Linked DNA regions of Hordeum vulgare: region 2 is linked to region 1. Evidence: chromatin contacts called from public Hi-C data. All regions are on one chromosome and are shown on one strand. Each heading gives the region's core, a stretch centred on a gene start, on an enhancer-like site or on the middle of the called end of the contact. The rest is flanking DNA. Distances are from core to core; before and after follow the strand shown. Region 1 holds the start of LOC123443110 (60S ribosomal protein L26-1-like). Region 2 holds the start of LOC123443111 (beta-glucuronosyltransferase GlcAT14B-like).

The links. Hi-C and Micro-C count contacts between places; a contact is called where the count stands out from the background.
Region 2: a contact with region 1 is called in a Hi-C map of seedling, with 6 times the contacts expected there. The contact joins the promoter of LOC123443111 here to the promoter of LOC123443110 in region 1. A contact is called at or near these places in 4 of 6 Hi-C or Micro-C datasets (leaf and seedling).

The regions. Positions count from the first base shown.
Region 1 is chr3H:94,783,803-94,790,295 of MorexV3_pseudomolecules_assembly, forward strand. It overlaps LOC123443110 (60S ribosomal protein L26-1-like), which reads right to left and starts at 4,944. Exons shown (of 1, transcript XM_045119370.1): 1 at 4,199-4,944. The coding sequence starts at 4,864. The coding sequence ends at 4,391. LOC123439604 (a long non-coding RNA gene) reads right to left here and starts at 793. Exons shown (of 2, transcript XR_006630123.1): 1 at 1-793.
Region 2 is chr3H:95,077,662-95,083,799 of MorexV3_pseudomolecules_assembly, forward strand. It overlaps LOC123443111 (beta-glucuronosyltransferase GlcAT14B-like), which reads right to left and starts at 4,322. Exons shown (of 3, transcript XM_045119372.1): 1 at 2,948-4,322; 2 at 2,748-2,823; 3 at 1,822-2,661. The coding sequence starts at 3,746. The coding sequence ends at 2,016.

The DNA.
Region 1 (6,493 bases), core at 3,694-6,193:
TTAACCTGAGAGGCCATCTGAACAGCGCAAGCAAGGCTTCGGCCTGTAAAGGAGTAGAAGGAGGAGCCGATGCTTGAACTTGGACATTATCTGTTGGAATGCACAAGAAAACACCCACACCTGTACCCACCTCTCCTTGTGTAAATCCAGGAATCTTCTTAGATCTGAAGGTCTGAAAACACTTTAGGTCCTTGAACTAACAAATCAGATTTAATAGTTTTACCCTGCACTGGAAGAATATCAGAGGGAGAAAGATTGTTTGTTAGGGAGACAAGCAACATTATCCGAGAAATCCAGAGCCAAGTTTGCAGCAGCAATATGAACTTGATAAGGCAAATGGTTTTTTGGATCAAAAAGAAGTCATGGCTCTGTCAGTGACAATAACCAGGCCGGTTGCAACCTATGTAATTTGAATGGAGTACTGGCTCGAGCTGTATGAGCTTGCGGCCCTGCGCTGGGAGGTCGGCGTCGGTCCGTACTGGGTGCCGCCTCCAAGGTGGAAGCGCAGAGACGCGTGTCCGCGGACGGCTGCGCGCTCAAGGCAAAGACACTGCACGCTCACCATGGCTGCGCCCTCAAGGTATCCTCGGTGCCGCCTCCAGGGTGGAGGAGCTCGCCGGAGTAAAAAGTCTCCTTTTCCCTCTTCGCGTCCCTTCGATCACTTGAAAATTCTTCTTCATCTTCTTTATAGTGCAGTGCAAAGCTGATGCGATCTGAATTTTGTCAAATTTGTGTATGTGTGGACTAGTCTTATTATGTGGCTTGGGGAATAAAACAAGGAAGATTGACAACCTTCAATCTAACACAACAGATTGCATTAGCCCCCAATTTTTTTAAAGTTTCTTCTTTTTACTTCCTTGATCATGTGATCGCAACCCCCCCTCCCCCCCCCCCCCCCCCCCAAGATGTTTTTCTTTGTCCATGTGCTATCTGCTATAATTTAAAAGCCAGCGGTTGCTGGATCTTTCAAAAAAAAAAACACAACAGATTTTTGTACTGAACAAGTGAAGTACTCTTCCGTGGAGTATTTCACCCAATCTGACATTGACAATCTTGTGTTAACACTTAACACTGAATTTTGTCAAATTTTTGTGAACAAGAAAAGGTCTGGTTTGAGGAATGACTCTGCTGTGTTAGTTCACACTTAATTGGGTGAACTGATACATGCTAGATTGAAGACTGACAAAACTGAGTAGGCACTTGTGCTGGATAAAACAAGGCAGACTTGTGTTGCGTTAAAGTAGAAGATTGTCAAAGTGTGCGTGTTTCCGGTTCTTTATTCTGTGAGAGTTCGATGTTGGAGCAAAACACCTTTTAATGTCAATTGTCAATCTGCAGATATACTGCAAAGTGCACTTCACATAGGTACTTGTATAATCACATGAATACATCTCTCTTTCCACTAGTACTGTAAGAATACATCTCCATAATGAAGGTATTGATTAACTGAATCTTTCAGTACTTGCGCTACTCCATAACTGATTTATTTTTTCTGTACCTGTGCTACACCATAACTGAACCTTGCTCTAGATAAAATCAAATTTTAGTGAAACTTGACTGAATTTTGCTCTGTTGAAAATATGAATGAGAAATACTCCTACAGAGAGCCTGAATATGAATCAATTCACCACATTTCAGTTTACTCCAGTATACTTATAGATTGAATTTACACAAGAACCTGAGGTTTACTATGGATCAAAATGGCTTCCTCAGCCTGTTTTCTGTCAGTCCTGTTGGATGAGATCTATCAATTGGTTCAATGAAAGAAATGGAGAATCTGTGATGATATTAGTATACAAAGTTCTCTGATTTCTGTCCTCAATTTAGTATACTGATCTCTCATCATACTAGTATCCTATCTGATCAATACGGTCCAAATTGACTGAAACAGATTGATACTCCATCTAGCTTCTCTGTAGATCACATCCATCTAGCTTCTCTGATCAATATGGAGTACTTATGCCAGTTTCATTTACTTATGCTTCTATACAAATTCAGAGAATGGTTGTCTATAATTGGGAGGAAATATACCAAAGCCTGGAGATAGCGTTGATTTGGTGTCCATAATTGGTTGAGGAATCAAATTATGACTAGAACTGTCACCAAACTGTCAAAACTGATGTCAATTTCTGCAGATCTCACTTTGTCACACATCGTTTTCTTATTGGAAATAATACTCATGACATATTGTCGATTGTCATATTGATATATTTTTTTCATGTTATTTTCAGTTTTCAATTAGGTCGGCATACTGTATGTGAATTAGGTCTCGTGTTAGGTCCCATGTGACATACTGTATGTGAATTAGGTCTCATGTTAGGTCCCATGTGACATACTGTATGTGAATTAGGTCCCATGTTATTTTTCTGTACTGTTGATTTCTCTCTGAAGATCATGGGGATATGTCGGCTGTCTCTGAATTGCAAGGCGCCCTCGAGGAGTACCGGCGTCCTGTTCTTGGTTTAACAGTAAAAGATGGGCTTCTTTCAAGTTGGACAATTTTCCTCTTTCGGCGTGGGTTTTGAAGTGGATTTTCCAAAGAAAACGATTCGTGTAGTGGTCAAACAATTACACCTGATAAATCAACACAGTTGTTGCCTTTTACGCGTATTATTTCCATGCTGTTATTCTATCATTAAGGACGTTATTATGATTGTGGTGAGAAATTCGGTTAGTTTGTGCTGGGTGAACTTTTCATCATACAAAATCAGACTTTAAATCAGACTTCTATTCACCCACAAAAATAAAATAAAAAATCAGACTTTTATTTCCCTGCTTGAAAGAAGGAAGGGGTTATAAAACCAAACTTTTATTTTCCTGCCATATTTGTGAGTATACTCACAAGTCTTATTCATGGGTTTGCATAGACTAACAAATAAAAGCACTGGCATTGCCTGTCGGACCCATGAATGCAAATCAGAGAAAGACTAATTGGAGTAGTATAACCCAATATGGCAGGTCGTTAATGATTTCCCGACCCTACGAAGAGGCCTAGGAAGAGGATAAGTTGGTTATGCTCAATCTAAGTTGGACGGAACAGATTGGAGCAGAGAGGTTCAGGTCGACCGCTCATCTGCTGCTAATACGAACTTACAAAACATAACAGTAAAGTTCAAAAAACTCTTTGCTTTGGATTAGTTATGACAGTCAGTGAATGGGTTCACAGCAGATTGAAGAGGGGTTACAAAACATAGCAGAAAAGTTCAAAAAACTCTTTGCTCTGGATTAGTTATGACAGACAGGGAACGGTCGCAGCAGATTGAAGAGGGGCTACAAAACAGCAGAGAAGTTCGAAAAACTCTTTGCTTTGGATTAGTTATGACAGTCAGGGAATGGGTTTGCAGCAGATTGATGAGGGCAAGGCATAAAGACCCAAAGGCTTTGGCGATTGGCCATACGAAACTGACCTACAAACAAAATGTCCAATATCATAATGAACCAATTTCATCCAAAGATGTCCAGCAAAAATCATCATCATTTTGAAGATCAAGAACACACCCAGGCAGAAGTCACATTTTATCACACTAACCATTACATCTTCAGGCACACTAACTACTCAAGAATTCGGCAAAAACAGCATGAAGGGATGTTTCTGCTGTGATGTTAAGCAGAGAGTTTGGACTGATGGAGAAGACTGAACAAAAAAAACTTTGCTTCTGTGCGTAGAATGATACTGAGTAAGATTTCAACAGAATCACAGAGAAACAAACAGCAGACAGTCACCCCAACAAACACAAGGCAATAACTAACCATCCGATAAGCAAACGATCAGGTGATGAGTCTGAAATTCCAGCTATACCAAAGGCTGTTGGATGGTGTAGAGCAGGAAATGTCATGGAACGATGAGACAAAGGGTTACTGACTGCTACTGGAAAGAAAGACTGGATCACAACTGCCTACGGAAACAGGTTGAATTTATCATTTACCTCAAAGTTATTCCTCTATGGCTGACCAAAAACTACTCTATGGCTGACCAAAAACGCTTTAAACGCTCTTATATTAGTTTACCAAGGGAGTACCTCATACCATTTAGTATGATCTAGCAAGTCGATAAAACATTACAAGTACAGGGTCTGACATGTGCCACACACACTGTATAACCTTGTAGCTAACGGATGATGAGCAATATCTCTAGTGCACGAAGATATACAAAATAACAACTTTAATAAGATCTACACGGCAGACAATGAACGAGATATTTAAACATGTAATGAAGTCTTCATATCAAAATCCAGGGCACAGGCACATGATAGATGCACATTAAAGGTTCCAAAACGCTCATCCACGGACATCTTACGAATAATAAAGCAGCAGTTTTCAGATAGCATATCCTAACAGAACAGGTGATTGGTAAAAAACTAGGATAGCAAGAGCAGTATGGCAACCGAGCTTAATCAATCTCCTGGAGCGAGGCGCCGGTGGCCGTGGCGCCACCAGCTGCGGCGGCGACGTCCTCGGCGGTGAACTTGCCCTTGGCCTTGTCAGCAGCGCGGCCACGAGCCTTGCGGTCGAGGAGGGCCTTGCGGTCCTTGTCCAGCTTGAGCTTGGTGACGATCACCTTGCTGGGGTGGATGCCGACGTTGACCGTGGATCCATTCACCTTCTCCCTGGTGATCCGCTCCACGTGGATGACCCAGCGGCGGCGGTAGACCTGCACCACCTTTCCCTCGCGGCCCTTGTAGGTGCCGCGCACGACCTGCACCTCGTCGTCCTTGCGGATCGGGATGGAGCGGACGTTGTACTTGTGGCGCAGCTCGGAGGAGAGGGCGGCGGACATGAGCACGCGGCGGACGGAGGACGGCGCCGTGAAGTGCGCCTTGCGGCACTTCCGGCGGGAGCTCGTGACGCGGGGGTTGCGCTTCATGGCGGCGGCGGGGGGGTGGGCGCTCTCCCTTACCTGGGGGGCGGCGGCGGGGGCTAGGGTTCTGGTGCGGGAGGGAGTGTGTGGAGGCGGCGGGATGTTGCGGTGGGAGGGCAATATATAGGTGGGATGGTACTAGGGTTTTATCTGCGCTCCGTCGCGTGGGCTCGGCGAGGCGTTCGATGGGGAGTGGACGGCGCGGATATGTTCGGCGGAATGGGTTGTTGGGCTAGCTGGGCCGTTGTTACTTGTTTCTTTGGACTAATTTGAGTACATGTTTGGGCTTATAAAACAAGAAGGTCCGACCGAATGCTGATCTGCTGGCCCGTGTAAACTGAAAGCCTAGCCGGCTGCCTCCAGCGATCACGATGCACGTAGGAAAACCGTGAGGCCTTGTTCGGTTCAACCTCCTCCCGACGAGTTTGAAGATCGGAGGGGAATTTGGTTTATACTTCCTCTGTTCCAAAATATAAGACATTTTAGAGATTTTACTGAGGGACTACATACGGAATAAAATGAGTGGATTTATACTTTAAAATATGTCTATGTACATCCGTATGTAGCTCATAGTGCAATCTCTAAAATGTCTTATACTCCGTCCGTTTCAAAATATAAGACCTTTTAGGTATTTCACTAAAAGACTACATACGAAGCAAAATAAGTGAATTTATATTCTAAAATATGTCTATGTACATTCGTATGTAGTTTGTAATACAATCTCTAAAATGTCTTATATTTAGGAACGGAGGGAGTATTTATGAACGGATGGAGTATTTACTAGTATAAATACCCGTGCGTTGCACCGGGTAAAAAAAAACACAACATGCTTCATGTGTCATTATGCATTATTTTTTATATCCTCACGTTCACTCTGCGGAGCCTCCAATTCAACTCTAACTTGAAGTTCAGTTCCAAGTTCACTCTGGAGAGCGTCCATTTCACCTCTAACTTTAAGCTCAGTTTCAGGTTGACTTTGCGGAGCCTCCTTTTCACCTATAACTTCAGAACAATCACTGTTTTCAGCCACTGGTTCAATCAGGCATGCATCCACACGCACAACGCCCGCATCCGTGTCCTCCTCCACGTCGCTGAGCTGGGACTGCGTGTGCGCCGGTTCCTCAACAGGCTGTGATGGATGAACATCCACCATGGGCAGTTGGTGGCTGGCATTTATTTCAACAACATGTGCATCATTCAGGCCAGCAACAACAACAGCTTCATTGTCCTGACCATTGTCCTCTGTTTCCATCTCTTCATATTCATAGGTGACACCACCATCATCTTCATCATGTTCATCTAATTCCACCACCTCTCCATATTCATACTCTGCATCTTCATCTTCAGGCCTTGCACCATCATGCTCTGGTTCTACCGCATCTTCGTCTTCATGGCTGGCGCCGTTCTCCACCATTACCACCTCGGAGTGAAGAATCTTCGGATCCCTCGGCAATTTATCAACATCACCGCGATCCACTTAACTGTCACGCCCGACAGCAGTTCTAGACTTTGCTGGCACCTTGTTCTGATCTAGATCGCCACTGCGTGCGTGATTGAAATCACCACCCCATGGTCGCCAGTCTGAATCCCTTCGGTTGCCACTGTAAGAGTTCCCGGGTCTTGTTCTGCTCCGGC
Region 2 (6,138 bases), core at 3,072-5,571, 290 kb after region 1:
GAGAGGAGGGGAGGAAGAAAGGGCGGCGGCGACGCCTAGGGTTGAAAGCCCCCGAGTCTCCCAGGGCGGGGGGGCAACGCGAGGGGCGTTTTGGTAACATGTAACCCTAGGAACCCTAGTGTCTATACAAACCAGAGGTTCTTGCACATATAGGGAGGTTATCTCATCAAGGGTTTAGCTCATATGATCTCGAGGTAGATCAACTATGTAATCATCGTTCCACATCAATATAATCAAGCATGACGTAGGGGTTTACCTCCTCAAGAGGGCCCAAACCTGGGTAACTTTTGTCTCCCCTTCTCTCTTGCAACCCATCGATCTGTCGGTTTCTACACCAACAGAGGGCGACAGCTCCGAGGATTCCAGCTGGATCCGACGAGGATGGCATACGGACAGGAGACGGGGATGTTCGCGAGCATCGGGGGCTCGACTTAGCGAGGTCTAGCGAGGTTGAAGGCAAGGTTCACGTTGAGGACCGCGACGACAACGGCGGGGGCTCGGCTCATCGAGGTCCAGTGAGGTTGGAGGCAAGCTTCACAGCAAGGACCGTGACGGCAGCGGCGCACGACGCTTGTGCGGCGATAGACACAGGGCGGGAGAAAAATAGAAGGAAGAAGAGGATGGCGGCGAGGCGGCCTCGTCGAAGGTGTGGAGCTCACCGGCGGTGGCGTGAAGGCGGGGACGGGCAACGCCAATCCTCTGTAACCACCATCTAGCAGAGCTCGCGGAGAACACAATGACGATTTTCCTTGCAACTTCCTCTTTGTTGCAAAATTTTCTGTAACATCAATCATGTTGCAAAACATTTCTTCGTAACATCATACGAAGGAGGTGAAGACAACAAAATCTGTAACATTACCATTGTTATAAAGTTTTTATGCAACAAGACCTTCGTTGCAAAAGTTTTCTGCAACAAGACATGTGTTGTAAAAATTTCTGCAAGGAGCCCTCCGTTATAAAAATTATGCAACAATAACTTTGTTACAGTGATGAAAGATGTCGCTCTGTCGCACGATTGCAACAGCCAAAAGGTGTTGTTTTTGTAACGCGGCCGTTGTTTCAAGAATTAATGGTTGCACGATTGCAACAGCCAAAGCAGTTGTTTCTGCAATGTTGTCCTTGTTTCGGGAATTAATGAGTGGGGAAGGAGACAAATGGGACGTACAAGAAGATCGATCGGACGGCTGCCCGCTCGTAGATCCAACTGTAATCGAGGTGACGAACATATAGCACCAGATCGATCGATGGACGCGTAGCAGTCCCCCTTAATTAATGGGAATGGCAAATCTTTTACCTTGTTTTAAAAAAGCATTCCAATAAAAAACTTCAAAATCTGGAGGGGACCATATGAATTTGCCGAAATTTGCTTACGGCGGGTCGGCGTGCGGGCGTATCTTGGAACGATAAGATTTGGCCGTCTTATTGGTAGCCGGTGCTGCCTCGCCTTTGTAGACCACTCGTGATAGTCTTGTCTCCCAATGGTAAAGATGTGGTGCTTCCACGGTCCAGGTGCGCCATGCCACCGATCGAGCAATGGAATGCTCGAGAAGCGGTGATGCAGATGCTCGGTCACCAAGATCCTCCTTCCGTTTTCTCGTGCTCTTCTCCGACAGCAACCCTGCTGCTTTTGCTTAGGCGTTAAGAGCTACGAGTCGAGCTCCCCATTTATCCCGTTTTTCTTGCGAGATGGCGGTCGGACTATGGCATCAGTTTCTTTCAGACTTGTTTAATTTACATCATCTGAATGCGTTTTCAGTTGAATCCTTCGATTGATTCTTGGACAAGTTTGAGTAAGTAGAATATTATATACACCTAACAATGTATCACGAAGTTCTCTATATTTCTCGCTGTGTGTATGTATGTATATGTCATATGGTATGTACGCCCCGATGCATGATTTTGTACAAGCGTGAAAGGAAACGAGCACATCAACATCACACCACACCACACAGTGCGTGCGTGCGTGACGCTAACCTGGCTTGCACGCATGGCCGACCATCTCCGGCCGAGCTGAGCTACTTGCACTGGCGGTTCGCGAACGCCTCCGACCTGACGATCCGGTCCATGAGCCTGCGCAGCCTCTCAGCCCCCGGCCCCGGCCTGAGCACCCAGTCGTCGGCGCCCGCGGCGCCGACGCAGTCCCCTTGCTCGCCGCACCAGCCTCCCCGCACGAACATCCCCGCCGCCGCCGTGCCGTTGCCGCCGCCGCGCCCGCCCAGCAGCTGCGCGTCGATGGCGTCGAGCACGGGGTCGTCGCGCGCGAACTTGCGGGCGAAGGGCGCGTCGCTGCGCACCATGCGGTCCATGTCCCCGAGCGTGAGCGCGTGCGGGTGCTGCCGCGGCGGCACGTCCCACTGGATGTGGTGGAGGTCGTGGTTGGCCACGGTGGGCACGAACCGGGGCGCGTTGCAGAGCACCGTCTGGAAGTAGCCCTCCGGCGAGGACACGAAGTTGGCGTAGTACATGAGGAGGGTGCGCGGCAGGTTGTCCCACCCCCACACCACGTACTCGGCGAAGTCCCGCGTCAGCGCCACCCACGCCGACCCCGTGTACAGCCTGAACGCCGTCGGCAGCTCCCGCCGGGTCGCCGCGTAGAAGATGTCCTGCTTCTGCGACGCGTACAGCCCTGGGTCCACGATCAGCGGCTGCGCTCGCTGCCCCCTGCATATTATATCATGCCACGGTCAGTCGATCGCCGGAGGGTGGCCGGAGGGGAGGAAGAAGGAGAGTGAGGGAAGAGTGCTTACTCCTTCCAGCCGAGGCGGCTGGTGTGCTCGATGAAGTTGACGTTGCGCGGCAGCGTCGAGAATACGTGCAGAACATCTGTGCGTGTCGCCGCAGTTGGTTAGTTAGCGGAATCGTTCATGGATACTAGATAGATATCGTGTCAACCCGAGTAAGCCAGGAAATATTTAATAAACGTAAAAAAGAGAGAGCACGTACGTACCGTCCTGGGACATGAGCGGGTAGTCGGAGGCGGAGAGGTTGATGAACCAGTCCCAGTCGCGGCTGCGGCGGAGGAGCACAGCGCAGGCGTGCAGGGTGTTGGCCACCATGGTCGGCCCGCGGTAGGTCACCATGTTGGCGCGCCGGATCACCTCCACGTTGCCGACGCGGCGGAACACGGTGCTGTTGGCCACCCGCGCCGCCAGCTCCAGCCGCTCGCCCACGGGCGCCTCGCGGTCCAGGTGCACCACGTAGAGGTTGCGCGGGTGGTAGAGCGCGTGCAGCGCGCGCCACAGCCGGTCCAGGTCGCCCTTGGACCCGGAGATGAGGTAGGCCAGACGCGGCACGCCGGCGCCGAGCGGAGGCGGCGGCGGGGTCGCCGGGGCCTGCGGCTGCTGCTGCTGCTGCTGGACTTTCGGCTCGACGTAGTCGGCCCGGCCGGCCGGGAGGAAGGAGAAGAAGGAGGCCGAGACGGGAGACAGCGACGACGACGACGACGACGTTACGGTGAGCGTGACCGCAAGGAACAGGAACACGGTGAGCGCGGCCGAGATTGCCCACCTGCTCTCGAGCAGCGACGCCACGGCGCCGCTCGGCAGCAGGGACGACACGCCGCCGCAGATGCCGGCGCGCGGGGACTTGCTCGACGACGAGTAGTGCTCGCCTCCGCCACCACCTCCGGCGCGCGGAGACTTGGCCGCTGAGGAGTATTGCTCGCCACCTCCACCTCCAGCAGCGCCGCGAGGGGACGTCTTGGCCGACGAGGGCGAGTGGTGCTCACCGCGGCCGTTGGCCCCCATGCAGCCCCGATCGGCCGCGCGCGCGCTATGAATCGCAACTGCCAATTATCTGGACGTGGTATCGTGCGAACCGCTACCGAGCCCGCACGGACTCGCGCGCGCGCTACGTATGTAGGATACGAGAGGTGCAAAGAAAAAATCCTTGTTGCGATCGACAAGGAATCCGGTCGGGTGGACCAATGTCAAGTGGTGAGGGGAATCCGGTCGCGAGGTTAGGTTAGGTTAGGTTAGATTAGGGTAAATCCCAACCCCTTTGATCCGATCAACGATGGGAGCTTGAAAACGAGTGGAATTGAAGGCGATGGTGATGCAACTGAGCAGACGACCTAGGATCCCAGCTATTGACCAGTTGTTGGAACACTCGATCGATCAATAAATCAACCAATCGATCGACGACGACAGCACCTTCGTCACAGAGGACGACGAAGAAAATCGACCAGCCAAGAAGAGGAAGATCGATCTAGTCGAGCAGAGAGAGAGAGAGAAAGTAAGGGAGAGTAGATCGATGGTGGTGGTGGAGGAGGAGAGATGGCAGGTATTGCGGGGGGAGCGGTTACTATTAATTGATGCCGGAGATGAGGAGGATCATGAGACGATATATAGTGCGCGGGAGAGACTAGTTAGACAAAGATTAACATATTGGGACGGAGTGGCGCGCGGCGGCCCGGCAAGTGGCGGGGCTGCCCCGGCTAACACGGCCGTTACCCCGAAATACCATCCACCGCTCCGTACCGTACGCGCCCTCCTCTCCTTCTCCGTACGCAATGCACCTTCCCACGCTCCACGCACGCAAATGCGCTCTCTCTCTCTCTCTCTCTCTCTGCTTTCTGTCGCATCACACACGAATTCTCTTTATTTTCCCCTCTCTAGTTGTTTTTTACTACTCCTAAAATAAATGTCTTAACTTCGTATTAACTCTAGTATAAAATTATACTAAATATAATACATTTATTTTGGAACAAAGAAAGTATATCATAATGAAAGTCTGATGTCAGATTGTTGGAGATTCTGAGCGGACACATCATCGGCCGTCCGATCCATCACGGAGATCTTATGCTTGCTGAGTTACCACGTGAGAAAAAAAATACGTTCGCTTCCTGACTGTCCATGAGCGAACGCCCGCTTTCCTCTCCTTTTTTTTCTCATCTGTGAGAAGTGAAGTTCAACAGAGGAGGAGGACAAGGAGCGGCGTGGTCTTCTCGACAGCGCGGGCGGCACTCGAGACAACCGTGAAGAGGAGGAGGCCCGAGGGGACTGGATGGTCGAGGAGGAGGCCGTGGCGAAGGAGGTAGGACAGGGGTATATCGGCCAGAGGAAAGGGGAATGAGAGATTTTTTAAAAGAAAAGAAAAGAAAACTTAAAATCTCTTAGCACAGCACAAGGAAACAAAACTAAATAGATGCAAAGCTGAGAGAGAACTATAATTGAAAGAAAAATATGCGCACTACTGTGATATGTTCATCATGTCAAGACTTCGAAGGATGACCAAGCAACACCGTATGTAAAGCATACAGACAAAGAAAAAAATCATCTTAAGTACAACTCATTGGAACACAAAGAGAGACATGTGGAAGTACCGAAACTATCGCACACGAGCACATGATAGAACGAGGAAAAATAACTGGAAGTAATGTTTGAAGCATAAAATTGACCAGTGGTGCACGATTACAACGGGTGATTTGATAGAAAAGTTCACTTTCCCGCAACTCTAGTGAAAGAGACTTATGATTGAACACAACAACTAACCTCTCTCCATACTATTCTACTCGACCTGAAGTTCCTCTAATTTTAGTTGATTTCCCTCATGATAGATTCTTATCGGCAATCTTGAAACCTTCAATAGACTTTGTCTTTGGTCACCATAATTACTCTTAGTCACTCAGACAGACACCTAACATTAGAGAGTTAGCAACTCTCAATAGTGATAGGAAGAATAGCTCTCAACTCAGATATATGTAATCCTCAGCCAATATCTAAGTTTATGCTCTTGGGTTTTCTCTTAGAAGGATTTACTCAAATCTTTCGAAGAAGGGTGCTTAATCAATCTTCTCATAAACTCAAGCGAAGCAGCCCGTCATAACGGTTGGTGCGGAGTGGTTATTTATACCTAGAGCGATCCCAAGAGGGAAATGATCAATAAGGGCATGCGGCCCAACCAATGACCAACCGACACGTTTCCAACAATTGGATTTCAAACTCACGCGGTAACTTTACTTGAGGAACAAGCAAAGTTGACTCCTCTACCACAACATTTCTCTCGTGGCCCAGAAGAACTTTTTCTCTAGCTGGCGAGTAAATAACTCTTCGCACGAAGAGATTTGTCTACAGATACTTGGGATAAGTTTCGGTTAAGCATCACAATAACAAAAGTCTCGAAATACTTGGACCCAGC